7 separate regions of the Mus musculus genome follow, and regions 2, 3, 4, 5, 6 and 7 are each linked to region 1. A link is a contact called in public Hi-C, Micro-C and promoter capture Hi-C data. All regions are on one chromosome and are shown on one strand. Each heading gives the region's core, a stretch centred on a gene start, on an enhancer-like site or on the middle of the called end of the contact. The rest is flanking DNA. Distances are from core to core; before and after follow the strand shown. Region 1 holds the start of Hsph1 (heat shock 105kDa/110kDa protein 1). Region 2 holds the start of Pomp (proteasome maturation protein). Region 3 holds the start of Slc46a3 (solute carrier family 46, member 3). Region 4 holds the start of 1700028E10Rik (RIKEN cDNA 1700028E10 gene). Region 5 overlaps Slc7a1 (solute carrier family 7 (cationic amino acid transporter, y+ system), member 1). Region 6 has its middle 63 kb from the start of Ubl3. Region 7 overlaps Ubl3 (ubiquitin-like 3).

Region 1 (2,965 bases), core at 211-2,710:
CACAAAATGAAAAGAATGCCAACAAACATATTTCAAATTTAAAAACGCAGCTGCTCTGGGATAGCGTTGGTTCTTCTCCCATTTTAAATAGTTATGCTAGCAGGTGAAATAACTTAAGTGGCAAGCCGATCAATCACCACGAATAAAACTTACTCTGCAATTTGTATAGAAAGCTCCCATTTAAGCAACCCCACTTGTCCTACGGGAAGAGGCATACTTCAGGAGTTAGTTTTTAACCCTGGGCCCCAACTCTTCATTCAATTACACACTTATTTAGCAGCGCACGTTTTAATTGTGCATATTTCCATATTCTAGAGGGTACACACGGGGTTTTCAGGCAAACTTTGACGTTTTTTTTAACGGTACATAAGAATTGAAAGCAGGAGCCAGCAGCATCCACCTCTGCTTTCTCTTCATGGAACCTAAGCTTACTTTCCAAGGAAAGAAAATGAAAGGTTAGATTAAACAAGGAATAAACCATACACCCATTTATTAAACCATATTATTAGCCATTACATTAAATCATAACCTTATGGTTAGGAGTGGCAGGGTTAAACAAAGTCGGCTTAAACTAGTATCCAAAATATGCAAAACCCTGTCGGCAAAACACCAGCAGCTTCCCAAATTGCATAGCAATCAAAAGTTTTCATTTAAGAAGAAGAAGAAGAAGAAGAAGAAGAAGAAGAAGAAGAAGAAGAAGAAGAAGAAGAAGAAGAAGAAGAAGAAGAAGAAGAAGAAAACCCTTCTGTGTTTTATTCTGCAACAATCTTGCCAGCGGACAAATGTCTACAAAATATAAACCGCGTTTGCGGCTTATCCTGACGCCCCTAAATCGCAATCCATTAGCTGTTGAAAAAACAAGCAAGAACGGAACACAGAACAAAGCATACACCAGAGAAAGAGCGCGAATCGGCAGCAGCCAGCTGGGCCTCTTTTTACTGAGCCCTTAAGACAAAGCAGGATCGTGGCACGCACCACGGGCTGGACTACATATCCTAGCATGCAAAGCACCGAGGCCTCACCACTGGACTGCGTTTCCCAGCATGCAAGGCGCTAGGGTCTCCCGGCCAGACTACGCTTCCCGACATGCTCTCTGCCAACAGCAAGTTCGTGACCGGAGAGGCCTGGGGTCCCGGAGTAGTGTGTTCTTTCTCCGTCCTTTCAATAGTTTTTCGGCGTCGGGAGCCGGACACTGCCACCGGAGTCACCACTTAAGCGACAGAAGTTCCCGACCGGTTATTCACTGGAGTCAACTGGAACGAAAACTGCCCCTCAGGCTGGGGAGGGCGGGATGGAGGCCGGGCAAGCTCGGTCAGTTTTAGCCAATGGCGCCCGAGCAGCTGCCCTGTCACCATGGCAACTCAGGCCGCCCGCGGAGGGACCAGCAGTCCATTGGGTAGAATCTTTCTCGAAGGCTCGAGAAGAAGGAAGCGGAAGTGGCACGTGGAGGCGCCGGTGAGTAAAATGCTGCAGATTCTGGAAAGTTCTCCTCAGTAGGCTACATAAGGCTGAGCGATTGGGACCTCCCCTTTTGGATTGGTAGCTGAGCGGCGGCGGCTGCGTGAGAGAGGCGGGCGGCGGAGAGCGGTGGCAGAGACTGAGCGCAGTCTTGCAGGGTAAGCCGGAGGCATCTTCCCGACTGGTCGGGAGCAGGACGAGCACGCAGCGGACCCGAGGCGGAGGCGGACCGGGCCAGCCATGTCGGTGGTTGGGCTAGACGTAGGCTCACAGAGCTGCTACATTGCGGTGGCGCGGGCCGGGGGCATCGAGACCATCGCCAACGAGTTCAGCGACCGCTGCACCCCGTAAGTAGGAGCCTGGGTGGCCGGGGAGGGCTGGAGCTCGCTGCTTCCCGAGGGAGATGGTGGGTCCGGGGATTCCGGGAACCGTGACACCCCGCGACCACCTGGTCCCGCTGGCCTTCCAGGCTCGCCCCCGACTCCCCACTCAGCTTCTTCAAGCTGGCACCGGCTCCCACCTCAGCTAGGATCTCGGCAGAGCCTGGGCAACAGAGCCTTTTCCTCCGCATGGTGAATCTCCAAATGACCTAGAAGGTTCCAGAGCCTGTGCGCCGCTGCTTGCCTAGGGAGCGAGCGGACTGTTGTTAGCGACCACAGAAACACGCTATGGTGGAGGAATCCTCCGTCTCTGCGTCTCATCTACTCCTGATTTGTTAATATTGCCCTAGTGCCCCAATCGCCTTTTGGAAGCGTCCTTTTTAAAGCTCATTGTGAAAAACGTCCGTGAGAGTTTCCAGACCCAGAGTTCGTTTATTTTAACACCATTTAGAGTAAGCAGTACAAATTTAACATTGTTGTTGCTTAACACACTGCTGTGCAAAAAATTCAGTGGGGAAGATGGATTTTTTTGCTTCGGAATTAAATATTCTGCAGCAACGTGGGTGGGTAAACGGAAGCATGGTAAAAAGCAACTTTTTGAGGGGGTTAGTTTCTGAAGGTTACATATTAGAGGCAGTTAGACCTGCGTGTGCCTTCACCGACAACAGCTGTATGCTTTTTAAGGCAATCATTATAGGGCTTTTTCCCCCCATGTGCAAAGTCCAAGATAATAAATGTTAAACATCGAACCCAAAGGTAAAATCATTCCGACCTTATTAGAGGAACATTTATGAGTGAATAGGAGGAAGAAAGCCTTGCTAGGAACTTACTTTCTAAGCATGGGCTCCCTCTCTCACAAAGCCATGGTGCTCTGTGATTCGGCAATTAGTAGGAAGGCTGCCAGTCCTTCTTGCCCCCATCCTGTATGCTAAGCGCTTCTTCCTCTCTCTGCCTAAAAAGAGACAAAAGGTGTGTAGAGGAGAACAGGGAGAGCTGCTTGGGTAGCTGTGTTGCTGACCAGAATTTTTGACTGAGGTGGTTTTTTTACCCTTGGCCAAACTATGCGGTTGAAAATGGAGTTGGCTACTGATTTCTATTACAGTTGTTTGGCATGGAAAATGAGACAA
Region 2 (2,965 bases), core at 246-2,745, 1.8 Mb after region 1:
TACCAGAGGTGGAATTACGGCATGACACCTAGACATGAGGTCATAGGATCTGACAGAAAGGGGGAGGAGCTGTCTTCTATGATTAAAAATAAATGCAGCTAGTTGAAACAGTGCAAAAGGCTAAAAACAGCTCCTTTGGAACTGTCACTGTCACCCGACATCTGACAGCACAAACTGCTTAGATACAGGTGACCTGGTCTCTGTTACTAGTCTAGACCAAACAATTCTGAGAAAGCAGCTAGTTGATAGACTTACTTCACCTGTGTATTTGACCTGGCAGCTCGCATGGGGGGGAATGTCAGCAGCCCCAACTGGGTCTTGCTTGAGCCTCACCAGTCTCCCCAATTCTGCACAAGGTTTCCCCAAAACACACCACCTCACCAACAAAATCGCTAACAATCTCCTTCTAGACCTCATTAACATCTGAGAAATAGAGTTCGGGGCTCCAACTCTATAATTCAAGGGCCTGGTACTGTTGGTGTCCCCACTCTTCACACAGGAAACCACGGGGATCAGGAAGACAACAGGTAATCTATCCTGGACAGTCACCTACTCCGTGACTGCCAGTCAAGCACAGACTTCCAGGACTGGCCCTGTCTATGATTATAGCTGTCCCAATGCTGACTGACACCACTACAGTACAGTGTTCTCCTGGGGACAGATGTACTGAAAAGCACCAAAGGAGAAGTTTCGCTACACACAAAGGGGAAATTCTGAACTCTAGTATTGCTGTTACTATCGTCCCGGTGTCCTTTTGTAAAATATGAGGACTCCTTAAGGTTCTAGTTCAGTGTCAGATACAAGTTAAGTCTATGAAGACCTAAAAACCATTCATATTTCAGCGTTTCTCACATTCCTTTACACTGGTTAGCGGTCTCTGCCAATCCAAGCTTTCTGGACGTGGGCAGATGGCGTGCGGAGGAGTGCCATAGTGACTCAGGACTATGCTCAAAGAGAAACAGAAAGTGGGGCAGGAGGAGAGGCCAGAAGGGGAGGAGAGGCCAGAGGGGGATGCGAGGGAGTTCAAGCACTAACTATACGAACAAAACGGGAGCGACACATGGCACACAGAGAGATGTTTGTAAACCGAGGCTGAGCTGTACGAATGCAACGGGCGGTCGTGCGCCTTGGCGGGTGTAGGGGTGCAGTCACCCTAAGGGAGAAGGCACGTGGCGTGTCCCAACACGCACACAAGGCTTGGCTTTCGGAGGTGCCCAGTGCATGGAGTGCATCCGCCTCCACTGCTGGGAAGGGGCGCTGTGGCCTGGGAGGCCCGGGGAACTGACCCGCGCCGTCCGATCGGAGCCAGGACCACCCGAGAGAGTGCAGCCCGGGTCCCGCCCACGTCAGACACCCGCCGGGACCGGGCAGTCGCGATCGTGCCCGCACCACGAGTACCCGCCGCGACGGCGGCCCTCCGCGCTCACTCACCATCTTTGAAACAGCTCTGTGAGATCTATAAACCTGCTCGAGTCCGCCGGCCAAACCGCTCACTTCCGTTTCCGGGGCCGAGACGCCCACCCCTCCGCCCCATCCGCCGGAAGTGCGTCCTTCCGGCCAGGAAGGAAAGGGGGCGTGGGAGGAGCAGGGAGTAGCGTTGGGCCGGGGCTCCCACGCTCGCTGTCCCCCGGTGAGCGAGGGCCAAGGGCGCAGCTCGGGTGTGCACTGGCCCTGGCCTCGCGGGACGGTGTTAGATGGGCGTGTGCAAATGCACAGACTTCCCACGGGCCATCCAAGGACGCACGGTGGTGATTTACATAAAGTCCTTCTGCTGAGTCAAAAGTGGGACAACAGGCCTTTACGGTTTTATAAATCGAAGGTCCGAGGCTGGGTATGTGTAGAACCTAAGGAAAGGACCAAGCTAGCTTAGGCACCGAGCCTCAGGCAGAGGCGGGCTCCAGGGTTGTGGGGTGTGGATATTTCCGAACTTGGGGGGCAATCACAACCTGAGTCCCAAGTCAGGTCTGGCCACCGGTTCGTTCATAATAAGCAACTTAAAAGCGGGAGGCAGAAGGCGGCGATATGGTCAGTGTGGCCAGACTGGAAGACAGCAAAGACTTGGGAGGTTCCCTGGGACTAAGTCCTTTTCGGTGACATGGGGGTGGTGGTGGTGACAATTTTAAGTCAGGGTCATCAGAGCTAACGTATGTCAGGCTCTTAGAATTACAAATAACGTGGTTCTACATGTTGTACATGAGTCATCTCCCTAAGTCTTTTCATTAAGCTTTTTTTTTTTTTTTTGTTATTCGAGACAGGGTTTCTCTGTGTAGCCCTGGCTGTCCTGGAACTCACTCTGTAGACTAGGCTGGCCTCGAACTCAGAAATCCGCCTGCCTCTGCCTCCCAAGTGCTGGGATTAAAGGCGTGCACCACCACGCCCGGCTTTTCATTAAGCTTTTTAAAATTAATTTTTAAAGGATTCCTCTAAAACGTTTTGTTTGACTGTCTGCGTGTGCATCAGGTGTGTGCCTGGTGCCCTCACACTCTTTTGCAACATTAGCGGTGTTTGCCAACACGAAAGAGTCTTAGGGTCTTATAGGACTGGAGTTATAGGTAGATGGTTGGGAACCACCCTCTGGGTGCTGGGAAAGGGACGCAACAGATGCTCTTAACCGCGGAGCCATCTCTCCAGCCCTGTTGCTCACATTATGAGAGTATGGCATAGCACGAAGGAGAAGAAGACAAAACAGGTCTTAGCTGTGCTGGCCGGAGGATGAGGCGGCTGGTCACTTGGGTTCTGCAGTCAGAAGCAGAGAGAAATGAATGTCGTCCTCTTGTTTTTGTCTTGTTACTCAGCCTAGGACCCCAGCCTATGGGATGGCGCCTCCCACATTCAGGGTACATCATTTTTAAAATGATGTAAATGACTTCACTGATATGCCCAGACTGTCTCCTCTCAGAGAACCCGGGTTCCTTTCACATCACTCTCATCAGGAGGCTCAAAGCCATCTGTAACTCAGCTTAAG
Region 3 (2,965 bases), core at 304-2,803, 1.7 Mb after region 1:
GAGGAAGAAGAGGAGGAGGAGGAAGAGGAAGAAGAAGAAGAAGAAAGAAGAAGAAGAAGAAGAAGAAGTAAGAAGAAGAAGAAGAAGAAGAAGAAAGAAAGAAAGAAAGAAAGAAAGAAAGAAAGAAGAAGAAGAAGAAGAAGAAGAAGAAGAAGAAGAAGAAGAAGAAGAAAAATTGTCAACAAGAGGTTGGAAATCAATCAAACTCTGTAGATCAGCTAGCAGCAATGTTTGTTATTTTAGGCATATGAAGATTGTACAGTGCTGTGAAACTGTCAAGAGTGCGATGTTGAGAGTTACTTCCTCAATTCTCTCTGTGGCTATCTAGAGTCATCAGATCGCCTTCTCTCCAGTACAGAATATCCTTTTCTGCTAGTCAGCTCCTTTAGCCGCCCTTCCCACTCTGAAGCTGTTCCAGATCTGCCTCGAGAGAGGGTGGTTCAGTGGTTAGGAGCATTGCACCAGTACTCTCATCTGGGCAAAAATAGCCCATAGTCTGGAGTGTTACTCCTTTATCAATAAGGCTCTGGCCCACATCTGACCTTGATCTCTAGATAAGAGTAAGAGGCGCATTTGCAGGATTGTCCCCCACTTCCTGACGCAACCACTCCAGCCTAAGGTCTTCCTTTTTTGGACGGGTCCCCAAATCACAGAACTCTCAGCTTGCTTCTCTTCCTCAGGAAGTAACCCCCTATCAGCTGCAGGTGTGCTCCAGCTGTGCGCGTTGGCGGCCATTAGCGGCGGTCCTACTGTCTAGGGTGTTGCCATGGCTTTGTGAGACTTACTTACATCTTCTCAACAGAGAAAGAGCCGACTTTCAGAGAGATTTAACAATCCCCTCCCCCGCAACTCAGCAGGGGTGGCTGGAGAGAAGCTCACTAATGAAGAACACTTACTGCTCTGGGTTCCGTTTCTACGCTCTCAGGGCAGCTCACAACTGCCTGTAACACAAATTCTAGCACCATTTTCTGACCTCTGCTCGGCGTGGGCATACACATAAAATAAATGACTACGTAAAATGTAGTGAATATTTCGTTTAAATTTTCCCAAGGCCAACAACTCCCCTACTCGGAACTCTTCTCCTCTCATGAACTTTCAGTGTCTTCTCTCTCACATTGCTTGTGCAGACGCTTGCTGGGTCCACCGGAATGCTGCAGTGAACTGCAACCCTAGCGTATGACGTTTCCAACCACTTATTATTATCATCATTATTATCATTATTATTATTATCATTATCTGCTTTGGACAGGAGTCTTGTTATATCGTTGGGCTAGTCTCGAACTCTCGATCCAGATACCTATGACTCCACGGCGCTTCAGCGAAAACCAATAATCCTATCCAGATACGCTTAGCAGAACCTTCGCAGAGCTGCCGGGATCACCCAACTTGCCCAGCAACTCGGGGAGATTCAGCCGCTGAACCTTCGGGGGCGGGTGCAAGAGAATGACACTGCGCTAGACCAATCGCTACGGGGGCGCCGGCCGCCATACCCAATCACAAGCGAGCTAGGGAAGCGGGTGACAGCTCCGGCCGAAGATTGCCAGCTCTTGGCAGAGTGATGATGCTCGGCGGCCGAGTCACCACTAGGGCCCAAAGACCAAGAGTGCGGCGGCGCGGGGAGCGGCGGGGACTGAGTCCAGGGCCAACAGAGTCCGGGAGGTGCGCTTATTTCTCTTTGCCTTCTAACAGGGCTCGAGTGTCCCGTCCCAAGGGACGTCCCCCTGTTGCGGTCTAGCTCCACCTCGCTGCCCCTTCCTTTGGCTCTTCCCAGCTGGCGAACCGTGCTGAAAACCCGGGGGCGCTACGCCCCGCACTGGGTAACGGAGAACACAGTCCCGACTACGGTCCCACCTGTGCCTAGCCTAGCAGGAAAACTGTAACCGTGGGGTGAGTTTTAAAAACGAAAACAGAAACTAAACTCCCCTTCCGATCGGGAGCTGCTTTTTACAAGGCCCTTAACCTGCAGCCAAAATAATAGTAATTACATAACCTCCGGGTCCCCGGGTAACTTCATTGTTTACCTTATGGGAACCGGCCGGTGCTGTTCTGCTCAGCACTGTGAGCATTAGCTAAGCGGAGTCGGGGGCGGAGGTTGACTTAGTCCCTGCTCCTCGGAGAGAACTAGGGTACCCTCTCCCGGCAAGGGCACTCTCTCAGAAATCTGGAACTCTTTTTGCTTGCTAATGTTTGTTTATGACACATTGTTCCAACTTCCCCACTTTTGAGAATTTAGCCTCTGGGATAAAAAATCAACTGATGATTTCTATCCCCCCCCCCCACACTCGCCCCGTTTCTCTCCTCCCGCTTCCCGCTCTGCAATAGACTCGATCTGCCCACTTGAGCAATATGAAGATTTCATTCATAGAGCCCGCCATTCTCCTGAACGCGTTTGCTATGACTCTGACCATCCCGCTGACAGCGCAGTACGTGTACCGGAGGATCTGGGAGGAAACCGGTAACTACACCTTTGCTTCCAATAGCAATGGCTCTGAGTGTGACCAAAACAAAAGCAGCTCCATCTTTGCATTCCGGGAGGTAAGAAATTAAAATTAAAACCTCCCATCCTGGAGTCACAGGGAATGGAAACAGGTTCCAAACCAAAGAGGCTCTCCAAGGTGTGACCACACACACACACACACACACACACACACACACACACACACACTGAAATTAAGCCACCTTCTCTCTGTTCCTATTTCGGTTAATAGTTCCTCTTGACACCTTTAATCTGGCTCTTTCTAACTCTCTAAGGCACCTCCACTCCTGTCCCCAATCCCCACCCACCTTGTGGGACCAACTCTTTTATCCTTAGGAAATCTCACTACAATCTCACCCACTCTTCCTTGGTCTCTTGAATAACAAAAGTCCAGAAAAACTGACCAGAGTCAGCTGCCTCCCATGGGGGCGGGGCAGCAATTGTTGAGGTCTGGAGGCAGCCTTAGATAAGATAAACTGGGCTCCCTGG
Region 4 (2,965 bases), core at 160-2,659, 1.7 Mb before region 1:
AAATGACACAGTAGGGGTAAAGGGCAATGACTTAGTGAAAAGAAGAAACTATAAAGAAGTTACAAAAGGAAAGGGATTTTTAAAATGTTACCTTCCTGGGTGTAAAAATTTAAATGTCTGTTGAAGTGATTTTTTGAGTTACTATTTTCAAGAAACTCTGAAGAACAGAGATGACATAATTGAGAAATTTTGTATACCTGGTGTTACAGCACCCTCTACAACAGAGTATATTATATGAACTTGCTTCCCGAATGTGTGACTGTACAAACTTTATGGTTTTAGCGCTTAGTTTGCTCCCTTGGCACCTGCTAGAAAGGCTACTAATCTGTCGGGTTAATGTGTCAAAACAGCAATAACAGCGAAGAGCTCTCCTGAACTCTTTAAACTATTCCAACTGTGGGCCTTAGTCACCTAGCTCTCCTTCCATATCACCTCTCCCAGTTCTAAACTCTAGTGAACTGGCCTCTTAAAAGCCTTCTGAACTCAAATGCATGCACAGGTAGGGAAAATACTGCTGTAGTGGGGGAGAAAGGTCCAGAGACAAGTGACCGCAGATCTCTGACTTCTAAGGGACATCTCACTGGCTCGCACTGTGCATCTTGATACACAATAACTCACAATAGCTAACAGTGCTCCAAGTGTATTACATCTGGACTTTTTTAAACATGAATTCTTTTAAGAGGAAAGTTATGTTCACTTTCTAGCTCTGGTGGAAACTCGTTTTCCCTTATCTAAAGGAAATACGGCATAACAGCCACAGCGTTAATTTCACAGTTCTGAGATGAACCTGGTGAGACTGTCTTGTTTTAAAAACCTATTATCATTCTTCTAATGTTTAATCCCCGATACTGCTCGTTTTCGCAACACCCCAGCTTAACAGACGTAATGGAGCAAAAGCTTTTCTCCAACACAGGCTAACGAAAGGCTACAAAGTAAAGCCTCCTCTCTGCAAAGCGGGACATGGAGGACCTCGGTCCACGCCGAGTGAAGAACCGAAGCACAGTGCCCAGAAAGGAGGAAACAAAAAAGGAGAGCCAGTGGGGCAGGAACTGTGTCGCCAGGACTTGAAAAGACGGGAAAAGGCCGGTTTCCTCCCGCGTGAGGTCCGTTCCCGCTCCAGACTCCAACCATTTCCGCTCAGGGTAACCGCAAAACCCTTCCCGCGCGGGAACTCGGTGGAGGAGGAGTCTTGGGTCCCGCCCTTCTGGCGGAGCGCATAAAGCCTACCCCGGCCGCCGCGGTGTCTCTGGAATGTTCTGAAGGGAGGAAGCGCGCCCCTCCGCAGTCCGGGGAACACTCGGCGCCAGATGGCGCTACCGCACCGAGAGCCAGAACCTGCGCCTCAAGGGAGCTGGGCTGAGACACCACCGGAAGTGAGGGCTCCGCGAGCCTCCTGGCCCGGATATCCAGCCTTCTAGCGTGTTCCCGCGCGGGGGCGGAGCTACAACCGGAACCGGACTGCGAACGCGGGGCCTCGTGGCGGAAGAGCCAGGAGGGGCCTTGGAGGCGGTAACTTCCGCTGCGCGCGCCTGGTCTGGGCGTGCACGCGAGGGGCGGGGCCTCCGCGCGGGCGCGCGAGCGCTTGCGTACTAGGAGGGCGTTGTTGCGGGAGGCATGTGCTGATTTCTCCATCTTTGATCGCTTGCAGGCCTCGCCGGGCGGACATTAAACTGGTGTCTTAGCAGGTTTTTGTCTGTTTTGTTGCTTCCCTCTCACAGGAGTTGGTTTCTGGCTGTAAATTCAGTTTCTGGAAATCTCTGGAACGTTAGCGATGTACAAGGTAGTCTCGAGCTGCTTTCTCGCCATTGATTCCCAGCCAGTGTCAGTCCTTGCATCGTTACCCACTCGAGGCTACCCGTGACAGCTAATGGCATCTAAGGATTTGGAAAGGCTTATATTACGGACTTTTAAAGCGCTTAATTTGAGCTTTACCCTTTATTTTTGTCAGGATATTGGCACTCTGCATTCTGCGGTGTGGCTTTGCACAGAACCGTTTGTTGAGGGTTTGAACGCTGCCAGGGGAAAACTCCGCCCCTTTCCCACGTTGGCTGTGTCTGATCCAAACCCATTTTTAAGTAGCTGGACAGTACTTTACCCTGGTACATGGGCTTTGTTTTTATTTTAGTTGTATCGTGAGGACTATGAACTTGTATTGCAGAAAGTATTAGTGTCCACCTTTAAATATACATAACACTTTCGGCTGAAAGACAGTTTCCCAAAGCTCCCGAGTTTCCCAGGAATGTCTTCAGCTTTTGGTAGATGCTTTTAGGAATTTCAGAGGTCCTTGCTGTCAAAGATTTAAATAAAGTCAAACATAAAAAAGTAACAAAACATGCACGCTCGCACACACACTCACAAACACACAATTTTGTGTTGGCCAGTTACTTCTGGGCATGGGGCCTTCCCAGAAGTGTGGTTGATACTCCATAGGGGAAAATTGATTTTACCTTTCCCAGTATTATCAGTTATCAGTTGTACATGCCTTTTGGTTAGGAATGGAACTTTGTAATCTCTAACCCCTAGTTTGTACTGTTTTTTTTTTTTTCCCCCTTGCTTGAACCTGTTGTGAATGAAAACTCCTGGGGGTGGGGGGCCGGGTGTGGCAGAGACTGATTAGAATTTTAGTGCTGTAGCAAAATTGGAATGTTGCAGGTCCAGAGTTTAACTACCTTATCTTAGTCTAGTTTTAGTCTCCTATGTACTCCAACTGCCATTCCTTAGTCAGCTTTGTGTCAGAACTAAAATCCCATGAGAGATTTTTAAAAAGAATGAAATCTGTTGGCTGATACTAGCTTCTACCAACCTAAAAAACAAGAAAGTCATCAGATGAGACCTGTAAGAAAACCTGCCCCATCTTCCTGAATTGCCTTTATGGTATTCCCACAGATGTGTTTTACATGTCTCGATTCATTATTTTCTCTGTTCTGTAAAACTAAAACTGCTTCCATGTAGGAGCATAAAATTT
Region 5 (2,965 bases), core at 166-2,665, 1.3 Mb after region 1:
AATAATAATAATAATAACAAATAATAATAATAATAACAATATCAACATAGTTTAACCTTGGGGATAAAATGGATATCCCTCTTCTAGTCTCTTTATGAGGAATGTTTGGGCAATTCTTTTTGGAGTGGGCTGTTGAGTTTGCCACCTCCCATCAGATCTGATGGCGCCTCATGTCTCTGCAGGTACCCTTTGTCCCCGTACTTCCTGTCTTGAGCATCTTCGTGAACATCTATCTCATGATGCAGCTGGACCAGGGCACGTGGGTCCGGTTTGCAGTGTGGATGCTGATAGGTATGTATGGGATGGTGTGTGCTTTGCTGGGTGAACCCGCATTCGATACCCAGCTTCTCTCTGTAAGGCCGAGCGTTTTCCCCTCCTGCTTCCTGACTGGCTAGTTAATGTAGCAGAACCCGCCTCCTTTCACCTCAGACAACATGGAGAAACAGGAGTTGTCAGTGGCTTACTCTAAAACTCCTGACACGTTGTGGAATCTCCTTCCCCTTTAGATACCTTTCATAGCCGGCTGCCCAAGAGAGTTCTCTCTCCAGGCATATCTTGAAGTTAAAAAAGCATGAGGTGAGAGAGATAGTTATTAAGAAAGCACCAGTTACTCTGGATAGGAAGGCTAAGTTGCACCTACTTGCCCAGTACCTGGCTCTGGGCTCTTCCGAGTACCTCTGCCAGTAGGACCACGAGCGTGTGGGAGCTGCTGGGAAGCTCTTGATGGAACGGCAGCTCTCGAGACAATCGGGGCTTGAGCAACCTGGGGATTGTGTACAGTTTAGTCCGGAGTTGTCTGCCTGGATGCTGGCCATCCCTCACTAGGGCTGATGTTGTGTCTCTCCCTACCAAGAGTGTGCCACTCTGTTCCCAATCTCCACCCCAGGCATCTGGCCTGGGGGCTGTAGAAGCTGGTTTCAGGCCTTCTCATTCTGTCTGATGGCCTAGGAGACCCTGGGCCCTGAGACCCTGGAACCTCGTGAGAAGCACCTTGCCTTATTTCTTTGTACATTCCAGGGACCTGTCTTCATTCGGCTTCAAAGTCTAGAGAGGTGCCCACAGCTCACTGTGACCCATTTCTTGGTGGTGGAGGTATGGGGTCTTCTCCTAAACTCCCCCTGCCTTGGGCCGGTGAGCCCTCGGGACTGTATTCCTGTGTGGGTTGCACAGGTGACCCTGAGCCATGTGTTCACAGTCCCTTGTGGGTCAGTCCTTTAAAGCATCACTGCAGATGTGGAGAGCCCTGGATGCTGGGTCAATACTGTGTACGGCCCTTGTTGACTGTCTCCTTCAGTCTAATGGGTTACTTAGGAAAAAAAAAAAAAATCAGAGCTACTAAGCCAGTCTAGGCTGGAAGTCCCAACCTGGGAAGGAACAGTGTCTCTCTGGTACTCTGATGCCACCTAGTGGTGGAAAACAGCTCAACGTCTTCTGTGACCTTCCACCCAGCCTGCTGCTCAGGGAAGCCCCTGTGCACCGCCCAGGATATACACAGTGCAAGCAGGACAGTGACTTTGGCTAATCCCATCCGGGGCCGTGTGTCGCCTCTCCGGGTGTCGAAGTCTACCTGGGCCCCCCCTGCGGGTCTGGCAGCCCTGCCTGCACTCTTCACCCTTCTGTCCCCTTTTCCCCCGTAGGTTTCACCATCTATTTCGGTTATGGGATCTGGCACAGTGAGGAAGCGTCCCTGGCTGCTGGCCAGGCAAAGACTCCTGACAGCAACTTGGACCAGTGCAAATGACGTGCAGCCCCACCCACCAGGGTGACAGCGGTTGACGGGTGCCCGTAGAAGCCTGGGACCCTCACAATCTCTCCACTCATGCCTCAGGATCAGCTCACACCCCCAATGTCACCAAAGCTGGTTTGCTGCCAGCTCGTGAGATCCTGGTCATTTCTGGACAGTCCCTTGGTTTACTCATCTCCCTCTGAACAAAGAAAGCAGCCCTTCTCCTTGCCGGCCGGCCGGGCGCTTCGCTGCTGCGGCCCCAGCAGAAGGGAGGCCCCCTTCTCCTCTCACTTGGGAAGCAGGCCTCCCTCCCTCCCTGGGACCACCCTGGCATCGCCCATGTGCACACTCCAGATGGCTAGTGAGCCTCTCCCTGTCAGCCCAGGACAGTCTCCTGACCACAAGATGCAAGACTATCCCAGCGAGGAAGCATGTGCCCCAACAGTGCTGCCCGACAGCCCATCAACTACAGAATACCTAAAGAGGAGGAACAGGCCCACATCTTACTGCTTTCTGGCTGGGGTGGTAGGATGGGGTCCCGGGTCTGCACAGAAGCATCTGTGCAGAACACAGCACGGTGTGAGCCGTTCAGGTGTGAGCCGCTCATCTCGAGCACAGAAGACGGGAGATCCCTGGAGTGACCAGTAGTGTCGAGATGAGACGGCCAGCTCAGCCCGCGTGGACTAGGGTGACATTCTCTGGTCTCATTCCTAGCAGGCCTGGGTTGGCTTTTGCTGCTCTTGGCGCCTTGTCCCCACTGTCCTGAGTCACTGGAACACAAGGCTGTATCCGTAGGGTTATTTCATTCTCTCGGGTCTTCTAAAGTTCTTCAGACAGGTGGCACTCAATGTGGGGTGGTGACGCCTTTCTGGCCACTGACGTGATCTGTGTGGCCTTTTACATCTAAGGAGTACTGCGGAGTCCTCCCCCTGCTGCTTGCTGTGAATCACTCCACTGGATTAACTTGGGGCTTAATGTTACCTTGGAAGATAGCCAAATCATTACCGACTGCCATATCAGCTTGCGGTTCAAGATGTGTGGCCTGCGCAGGAGATGGCTTGGGGTCCTATTGCTATTCCTCTTGTAGCTGTGGTGCCTTTGCCTGCTGCTGGTGAGATTTCCACCCTGGCCTGGACCTTATTCCCCTTCATTTCCCCTCCCCCACCCCACGCTCCATATCTCTCGGGGTGTGGCCTGAGGGCTGACACCTCTTCATTTACTCTTTGTAGATAGAAACTG
Region 6 (2,965 bases), core at 277-2,776, 1.1 Mb after region 1:
GGATGATGGATGGACTTGGTAAAATAATTCCGTCATTGCGTGAAATCAGGCCCCGCCCCTTTCTTCAAAAGACACAAAGATAGAGGCTTCCCAGACCTTCAGTCAAAGTTCCGTGGGAAGTTCACCAGTGGCCTCTCTCAGGATGCCTCCCACAACTGGGCCACATCTTGGCCCCCACTCTAAAGCTGAGAGATTTGTCCCAAATGTAAGAAAATTGGGCATGATTATGTTGATCCTATAATTTTACAAGCTTTTTTTTTCTGTAGCAAATTTCTCAGGAACTTATTTTTCATGGTATATCACATCTTTTTTTTTTTTTTTTTTTTTTCTAGTAGCCTAGGCAAGGTCAGCTTTCTAAAGAAAAAAGATTTACCATGTTCACAGTCCCACAGACTCAATGGCATGGTCCCTGACATTGGCTGGGCATCAGCCAATGACAGAAGTACAAAGGAAGGCGGGGAGGGAGGGGGGAGGGAGGGGGAAAGAAGAACAAATGATGCCCCCCTCTCACCTCTGAGGGTGCACATACCTGTAACACAACATAAACACGGGCAAATGCTTATACAAATAAAGTTTAAAGAGAAGTTATTTTTCATTTAGTTAATTTACTTTACCATGCGGGGCTTGACCCCTTGTATTTAGCTGTGTCCCTGAGCTTGCCGGCTTCCTACTTATTACTGGGATGCATTCGTTTAAGCAAATGGCGACCTTGACTGCACCTCGTCTTATATACATGAGCATCTCGAGTAGATTAGGGCATTCTGCACAGTACGAGAAGAACGCTGTCAAATTCAGGAGCTACTCCCTGGAAAGGAAACCACGGGCCACCACCCCTGCTGTCGCAGCTGAGTTTGTGCTGGTTCTCTGTCACACAGCCGTGGCTTTGCTAGGGCCCCATATAAAGAGCTTCCACGTGGGCACCTTCAATACAGAGATTGTTGCCTTTGGACACTGGAGGCAAGAAGTCTGCAGTGCTCGTTTCTTCTGAGAGCCGCTAAAGAGGCTCTGCACTGGGCTTTCCTCCAAGCCCTGAGGCTAGCTGGCAGACTCTCACAGACACATGGCGCTTGCTGCTCTCCCTTCACGGTCAAACTGCGTCTCCCTGCCTGTGTCCAAATCTCTTTTTATGACACCAGTCATACTGGGTTGGGATTTACTGTGAAGTCATAGTGACTAATTACACCTTCAGTGACCCTCTTTTCAAGTGAGGGCCCGTTGGAGGTACTGGGGGTTAAGATGTCAACATATCAGCCTAAGAGCATAGGACACACTTCAGTCCTTAACACCCACGGTATCAGTTTCTGTTACCGTAATAAAATACCCTGACCACAAGTAACTTAGAGATGAGAGCATCTCTTTTGGCTTAAGTTCCAGAGGACTAAAAGTCCATTATGGTAGAAGCATGAAGGAGCAAGGAGTCAAGAGATCACACCTCCACCGCAAGCAAACTCAAGAAGCAGAGAGAGAACTGGAGGCGGGCGGGGCTATGAAATTGCAAAGCGCACCCCCTTATAGTGACGCACTTCCTCCAGCAAGGCCACACCTCCCGAAGGTTCCATTCACCCTTCCCCACCCTTCAAATCTCCACCAACCAGGGAACTGAGCCTTTGGGGGGGGGGGGCATTTTTCACTCCAGCCAACACACCTACAGGCGTTTGCTAGATGCTGAGAGACAGCAGGAGGTGAGCAGTCCATTTGCTACTCCAGCTGGGGGAACCTGCGTCTGTGTGTACAGTGAGCAGGAAAGCAGACATGCGAGCGAGGTTTTACAGGAACACAAGGAGTGACTCTCAGGGAAATGGCACTTCAAGGCTGCATAAATAATCACAACCTTTACGTTGTGTCTAAGGGAGACTTGATTAAGACTCAGTTAAAACTCAGGTGCCTGGGGTGTAAAATTATGTGGTCAGAGAGAAAGGGGAAGTCTTACACACTGTTGGGGAGAATGTGGACCGCTGATGCTATCTCCAAGGAAATTAGTATGGGAGTTTTTCAAAAGGGCTAAAAATAGAACTATTATATGACCCAGCTCTAACACTCCTAGGCATTTATCCAAAGTACCCCATGCCAACACACTACAGAGACCCCTGCTGCCGCAGTCACAATTGCTAAGAGATGGAACCAGCCTAATGCCCATCATCTGGAGAATGGATCAAACAAACAAACAAACAAACAAACAACAACAACAACAAAAAACAACAACTGGGGGTTATTCATCTGTAAAGAGGAATAAAATCATGACATTTACAGGAAAGTGGGAGGGAACGGCAGATATATACGTATTGGATCTATGTATATGTAATTTACATATATACATACATATAATGGCTGGGGAGATAGAACAATTGATCCATTACCTGCCATGCAAGCACGAGGACCTGAGTTCAGTCTTTAACACCCATGTAGAAGCTGACTGTAGCCACACATGCCAGTAATGCCAGCACTTGGGAGGCAGAGACCGGAGAATCCCTAGTTGTATGTCAACTTGACTCAAGCTACAGACATCAGGGAGGAGGGAGCCTCAACTGAGAAAATGCCTCCAGAAGAGCCCACCGTAAGCAGATAAACCTGTAATGCATTTTCTTAATTAGTGGTTTGGTGGGGTACCATTCCTTGGGCTGGTGGTCCTCGGTTCTATAAGAAAGCAGGCTGAGCAAGCCATGAGGAGCAAGTCAGTAAGCAGCACCCCACCCCCACCCATGGCCTCTGCATCAGCTCCTGCCTCCAGGTCCCTTTACTGCTCTGATTTTCCTCAGTAATGGACTGTTAACTGGAAGTTTAGGCAAAATAAACCCTTTTCTCCTCAAGTTGCTTTTGGTTGCAGCAATAGGCCCTAATTAAGACATTCTCCAAGGAGCCAGGCTTGCCAAATTCATAAGCTTCGGGTTCAAGGAGAGACCCTATTTCAAAAACTAAGGTGGAAAAAAAAAAAAAAAGTTGGGCGTGGTGGCACATGCCTTTAATC
Region 7 (2,965 bases), core at 129-2,628, 1.1 Mb after region 1:
GAAAAGTCCTTCTTTAAGTCCCTCTTTCCTGAGTTTGCCAGATCTACTCAGCATATACTAGAGTGCATAAAAGGGCTCCTTTTATACAAAGTACTTAAATTAATATTCTAGGTCTAAACCACTATAATATCTTGCACTAAAAGCCAGTAAATGTATTTGTTGGATCTTGTAAGAAAAAAATAGTAAATTCTGGAGCAGTAGAAGAAAAGTCTTTGGGTGCCCTGCCCTGAGGAAGGAGCAGGCTGGCAGGTGGACTCCTTGGCTGTCTGGTCTGCTAATCACATCAGTGACACCAGAGTCCTCCTAAGCCGTGTTCTGTACATGTCCCTCTGGGGCCTAGAGAGGAGAAGGGCACATCTCATGAGGCCGTGAAAGATAATGGAAAGGCATGGCTTCACTATGCTTTATCAGGCCTTAAATCCCCCTTAGAGTCCTAACCTCTCTTCTATATGGATTAAAGTTACTGTCACTTGTGTTTATAGCAAAGGAATGTTTGGCCAGACATATTCTATAAATTATATAAATGATGGTTTTAAGGGCAGTGCATGCAAAGTAATTTTTGCTGAAGCAGAGTAGCTCCCCTGATCTTTATCTAGGAAAGAGTACAGTAAGACTCCCCGGGAAGGGACAGGCCTGGGGAGTTCCTCTCTCACTTGAGTTCCTGAGACCGGATAAATCAGGTGCATGCACATACATTGTTTTGAACACTCAACGAAACAGAACCAACCAAGGACAGGCTTTCTTCTCTTCTCTTCCATCACTCAGTCTTCTGGACTACTTTGTCTGTCGTCTCCTACTGAGAGTAGGAGCTACTAGAATGGTGAGCAGGAAGTCTTCAGATCACACTGAACCCAGAGCTTCCGTTGTTGCAGCAAGAAGCTGATGGGAGCTACCAAGGAAAGCGCCCTCTGTCCAAACAGCAGTCTCTGTTCTCAGACGGGGCTTCTGCAGGAGCTGCTGTGCTGCCCATACTCCAGCTGGTAGCCGTGTGCCTCAAATGCCATGAAATGTTTGCCAGTTGGCCTCTGAAAAACAGCACAGCAATGTAGCCCAGGCACCTAAGGAAGTCTTTGAGGAACTTGTTGCTACCCTTGAGCACACATTTGAACAGTACAAGCACTGGAACATTATAGTGTCCATTAATTACTGATAATGGAAATTGATTTTCAAATGGTAGATTCCCTTTACCAAGGCTAGACTTCTGGCTCGGTGTTTTCCTTAACTTCAGCCTGCAGCTTGGCACTCTCTGATCTCTTGAGGGACAAACAGTCTTCTGCAGCTCTTTGTTGCTACTTGAGGAAGGTGGAAGGAGCCAGGGCTGCAGTGCTTGGGTGGGGACTCTGGGCCACACCCTTCCTGGTAGCCTCTACAGAGTGTACAGAAGTGCTGTTGTGTGGGCCCGAGCCTAACCAGTTCTCCTTTTTTCAGACTGGGAAGAAGAGCAGGTCAGCAGCCCAAACATTCTTCGACTCATTTATCAAGGCAGATTTCTACATGGAAACGTCACCCTAGGAGGTAATTAATGTCCTTTGCCAGCATTATTCCTCTGTTTATTTTAAATGACAGTGGTTTCTAAAAAAAGGTGACTTGAGACCCTGAGGTCCCCAGCTCTGGGTGTGCTTCTCCCTGGAGACGGCTCCGCCTGCCAGGTTACAGATGGGTTCCCTGCGCTGCTGGGTGGTATGGTGGGTGTGCTACTTTTACATCAAAATCCATCCCACAGACTTGGCACGTTTATGACTGCAGGTTTTCATTTGTAAAAAGAGGGCTTTTTCAGTGGACTCAGTAAGTGCTCATTGTGTGGGGACCAAGTAAATACTGCTGTGGACACGCCATCGTGCTTCAGTCTGGTCGTCTAATGGTGAGGTCTGCAGTCTGTTCTTCCCTGGGTAGGTAGGTCGGTTACTGTGTAGTCACTGAGCAGTTCATGTGTCAGCACCAATAAACTTGAGTAGGCGGATTGAATGTGACCAGATCCTCCTTCAGGTTGCTCTGGGCTTGCATGGGACAACAGAGTCCACTATGGAAAGACTTGTGGGTTAGAGCTGGTGACCTCAGTGACCAGCAGTGTGGTCCTAGTGGGCTGCTGCAGAGCCTGGGCTCACATGGAGCTGGTTTGTTTCAGTGTTATGTTTGCTCTGAAAACTGCTGTAGTTTGTAGAAATACAAGAAATAATTGCCACTTAAAGGTAGAATTTGTTTGTAGTTTTGCCTAATTAGACCAACCCTCTGTCACTGTGAGGAGAGTTGACTGTTAGCCCCTGGCTGGTTTGTGCATATATTAATCATGGGGCCATTTTTTTTAATGGTTCAAACAAGATCTTGAATTAAAATTAATAAAGAAAAGAAGAAACCAAGCTAATAAGTGTTGGCTGGGTTTCCTCTCTTGACTCTGAGAGTGAGTCTGCTGCCCCTTGGAACACCGGTCTGTTGAGCAATTCCCACCAGCCCCTCGGTTTCAGTGTCAGGTTAAAGGTCACAGAATCTTTGTTAAGATCAAGATGCTTCATTCTCATTAAAATTTTAGAATAATCAGTAAAATGACTCATCTCTAGACAATTGTGTAGCTGCCAGTCTCTTTTGGAAGTAAATTAAAGGACTTCCAGCTCTCATGACTCAGACAGGTAGTGTGGGGGCCAGTGGCCCTTGCTTGGCCAGTGCTGCTGGATGCTAGGTTAGGCTACCCTGCTAACATTCCGCTGTCTGCCTTCTGGACTGCAGGTTTCCTTTTTGGTTAGGAGTGTTTCGGAGGCAGCATACAGCAATGGCAGCTGCCTTCCAGTATGTGCATGGTGGCTGTGGAAGAGCTATGGGCTCGCTCAGTAGCCTATCAAGTAGATTTACGGCCTGCAGCTACAAATAAAGGCAGACAGTGGGTTTTGTTTTGTTGTTTTGTTTTGTTGTTGTTGTTTGTTTTGTTTTTAATAGAATAAAAATATTTGACAACAATATTTTAATATTTCTA

Evidence for each region. Promoter capture Hi-C pulls out the DNA fragments that hold promoters and counts their contacts. A called contact is a pair of places that touch in the nucleus more often than the background predicts.
Region 2: a contact with region 1 is called in a promoter capture Hi-C map of pre-B cells. The contact joins the promoter of Pomp here to the promoter of Hsph1 in region 1. A contact is called at or near these places in 5 of 39 promoter capture datasets (the 3T3-L1 cell line, the C10 cell line, liver and 1 more) and 1 of 9 other capture datasets (liver).
Region 3: a contact with region 1 is called in a Hi-C map of B cells, with 5 read pairs. The contact joins the promoter of Slc46a3 here to the promoter of Hsph1 in region 1. A contact is called at or near these places in 3 of 39 promoter capture datasets (the C10 cell line, hematopoietic stem and progenitor cells and liver), 1 of 484 Hi-C or Micro-C datasets (B cells) and 2 of 115 datasets of contacts at active chromatin or transcription factors (embryonic stem cells and pro-B cells).
Region 4: a promoter capture Hi-C map of pre-B cells shows a contact between it and region 1, with 6 times the contacts expected there. The contact joins the promoter of 1700028E10Rik here to the promoter of Hsph1 in region 1. A contact is called at or near these places in 3 of 39 promoter capture datasets (the C10 cell line, neutrophils and pre-B cells), 1 of 15 datasets of contacts at CTCF or cohesin (pro-B cells), 4 of 484 Hi-C or Micro-C datasets (B cells, CD4 T cells, CD8 T cells and 1 more), 1 of 115 datasets of contacts at active chromatin or transcription factors (large pre-B cells) and 2 of 9 other capture datasets (adipose tissue and liver).
Region 5: a contact with region 1 is called in a Micro-C map of palatal mesenchyme, with 2.3 times the contacts expected there. The contact joins the enhancer-like site here to the promoter of Hsph1 in region 1. A contact is called at or near these places in 6 of 39 promoter capture datasets (3T3-L1-derived adipocytes, the HPC-7 cell line, HPC-7-derived erythroid cells and 3 more), 1 of 484 Hi-C or Micro-C datasets (palatal mesenchyme) and 2 of 115 datasets of contacts at active chromatin or transcription factors (the SCID.adh cell line and astrocytes).
Region 6: a contact with region 1 is called in a promoter capture Hi-C map of the HPC-7 cell line, with 5 times the contacts expected there. The contact joins the enhancer-like site here to the promoter of Hsph1 in region 1. A contact is called at or near these places in 6 of 39 promoter capture datasets (the 3T3-L1 cell line, the C10 cell line, the HPC-7 cell line and 2 more) and 1 of 115 datasets of contacts at active chromatin or transcription factors (the SCID.adh cell line).
Region 7: a contact with region 1 is called in a promoter capture Hi-C map of hippocampal neurons, with 2.9 times the contacts expected there. The contact joins the enhancer-like site here to the promoter of Hsph1 in region 1. A contact is called at or near these places in 4 of 39 promoter capture datasets (the 3T3-L1 cell line, 3T3-L1-derived adipocytes and hippocampal neurons) and 2 of 115 datasets of contacts at active chromatin or transcription factors (the SCID.adh cell line and large pre-B cells).

The regions. Positions count from the first base shown.
Region 1 is chr5:149,634,810-149,637,774 of GRCm38.p6, reverse strand. It overlaps Hsph1 (heat shock 105kDa/110kDa protein 1), which reads left to right and starts at 1,460. Exons shown (of 18, transcript NM_013559.2): 1 at 1,460-1,805. The coding sequence starts at 1,699.
Region 2 is chr5:147,859,158-147,862,122 of GRCm38.p6, reverse strand. It overlaps Pomp (proteasome maturation protein), which reads right to left and starts at 1,495. Exons shown (of 6, transcript NM_025624.3): 1 at 1,432-1,495. The coding sequence starts at 1,434.
Region 3 is chr5:147,893,403-147,896,367 of GRCm38.p6, reverse strand. Slc46a3 (solute carrier family 46, member 3) reads left to right here and starts at 1,553. Exons shown (of 6, transcript NM_027872.4): 1 at 1,553-1,887; 2 at 2,323-2,535. The coding sequence starts at 2,347.
Region 4 is chr5:151,367,119-151,370,083 of GRCm38.p6, reverse strand. It overlaps 1700028E10Rik (RIKEN cDNA 1700028E10 gene), which reads right to left and starts at 1,409. Exons shown (of 4, transcript NR_045700.1): 1 at 1,228-1,409. It also overlaps a transcript of Stard13 not described here.
Region 5 is chr5:148,331,216-148,334,180 of GRCm38.p6, reverse strand. Slc7a1 (solute carrier family 7 (cationic amino acid transporter, y+ system), member 1) reads left to right here. Exons shown (of 13, transcript NM_007513.4): 12 at 183-291; 13 at 1,638-2,965. The coding sequence ends at 1,741. Among named protein-coding and RNA genes, the nearest start is that of Slc7a1, 67 kb to the left of the region's middle. Within about 2 kb of position 1,415, at least 32 of the 459 cell types and tissues checked have an H3K27ac peak or open chromatin away from gene starts, as enhancers often do. A contact at or near this core is called in palatal mesenchyme, where this site is marked.
Region 6 is chr5:148,488,077-148,491,041 of GRCm38.p6, reverse strand. No RefSeq gene overlaps it. Among named protein-coding and RNA genes, the nearest start is that of Ubl3, 63 kb to the left of the region's middle. Within about 2 kb of position 1,526, at least 183 of the 459 cell types and tissues checked have an H3K27ac peak or open chromatin away from gene starts, as enhancers often do. A contact at or near this core is called in the HPC-7 cell line, where this site is marked.
Region 7 is chr5:148,507,819-148,510,783 of GRCm38.p6, reverse strand. It overlaps Ubl3 (ubiquitin-like 3), which reads left to right. Exons shown (of 5, transcript NM_011908.2): 3 at 1,429-1,515. Among named protein-coding and RNA genes, the nearest start is that of Ubl3, 43 kb to the left of the region's middle. Within about 2 kb of position 1,378, at least 116 of the 459 cell types and tissues checked have an H3K27ac peak or open chromatin away from gene starts, as enhancers often do. A contact at or near this core is called in hippocampal neurons, where this site is marked.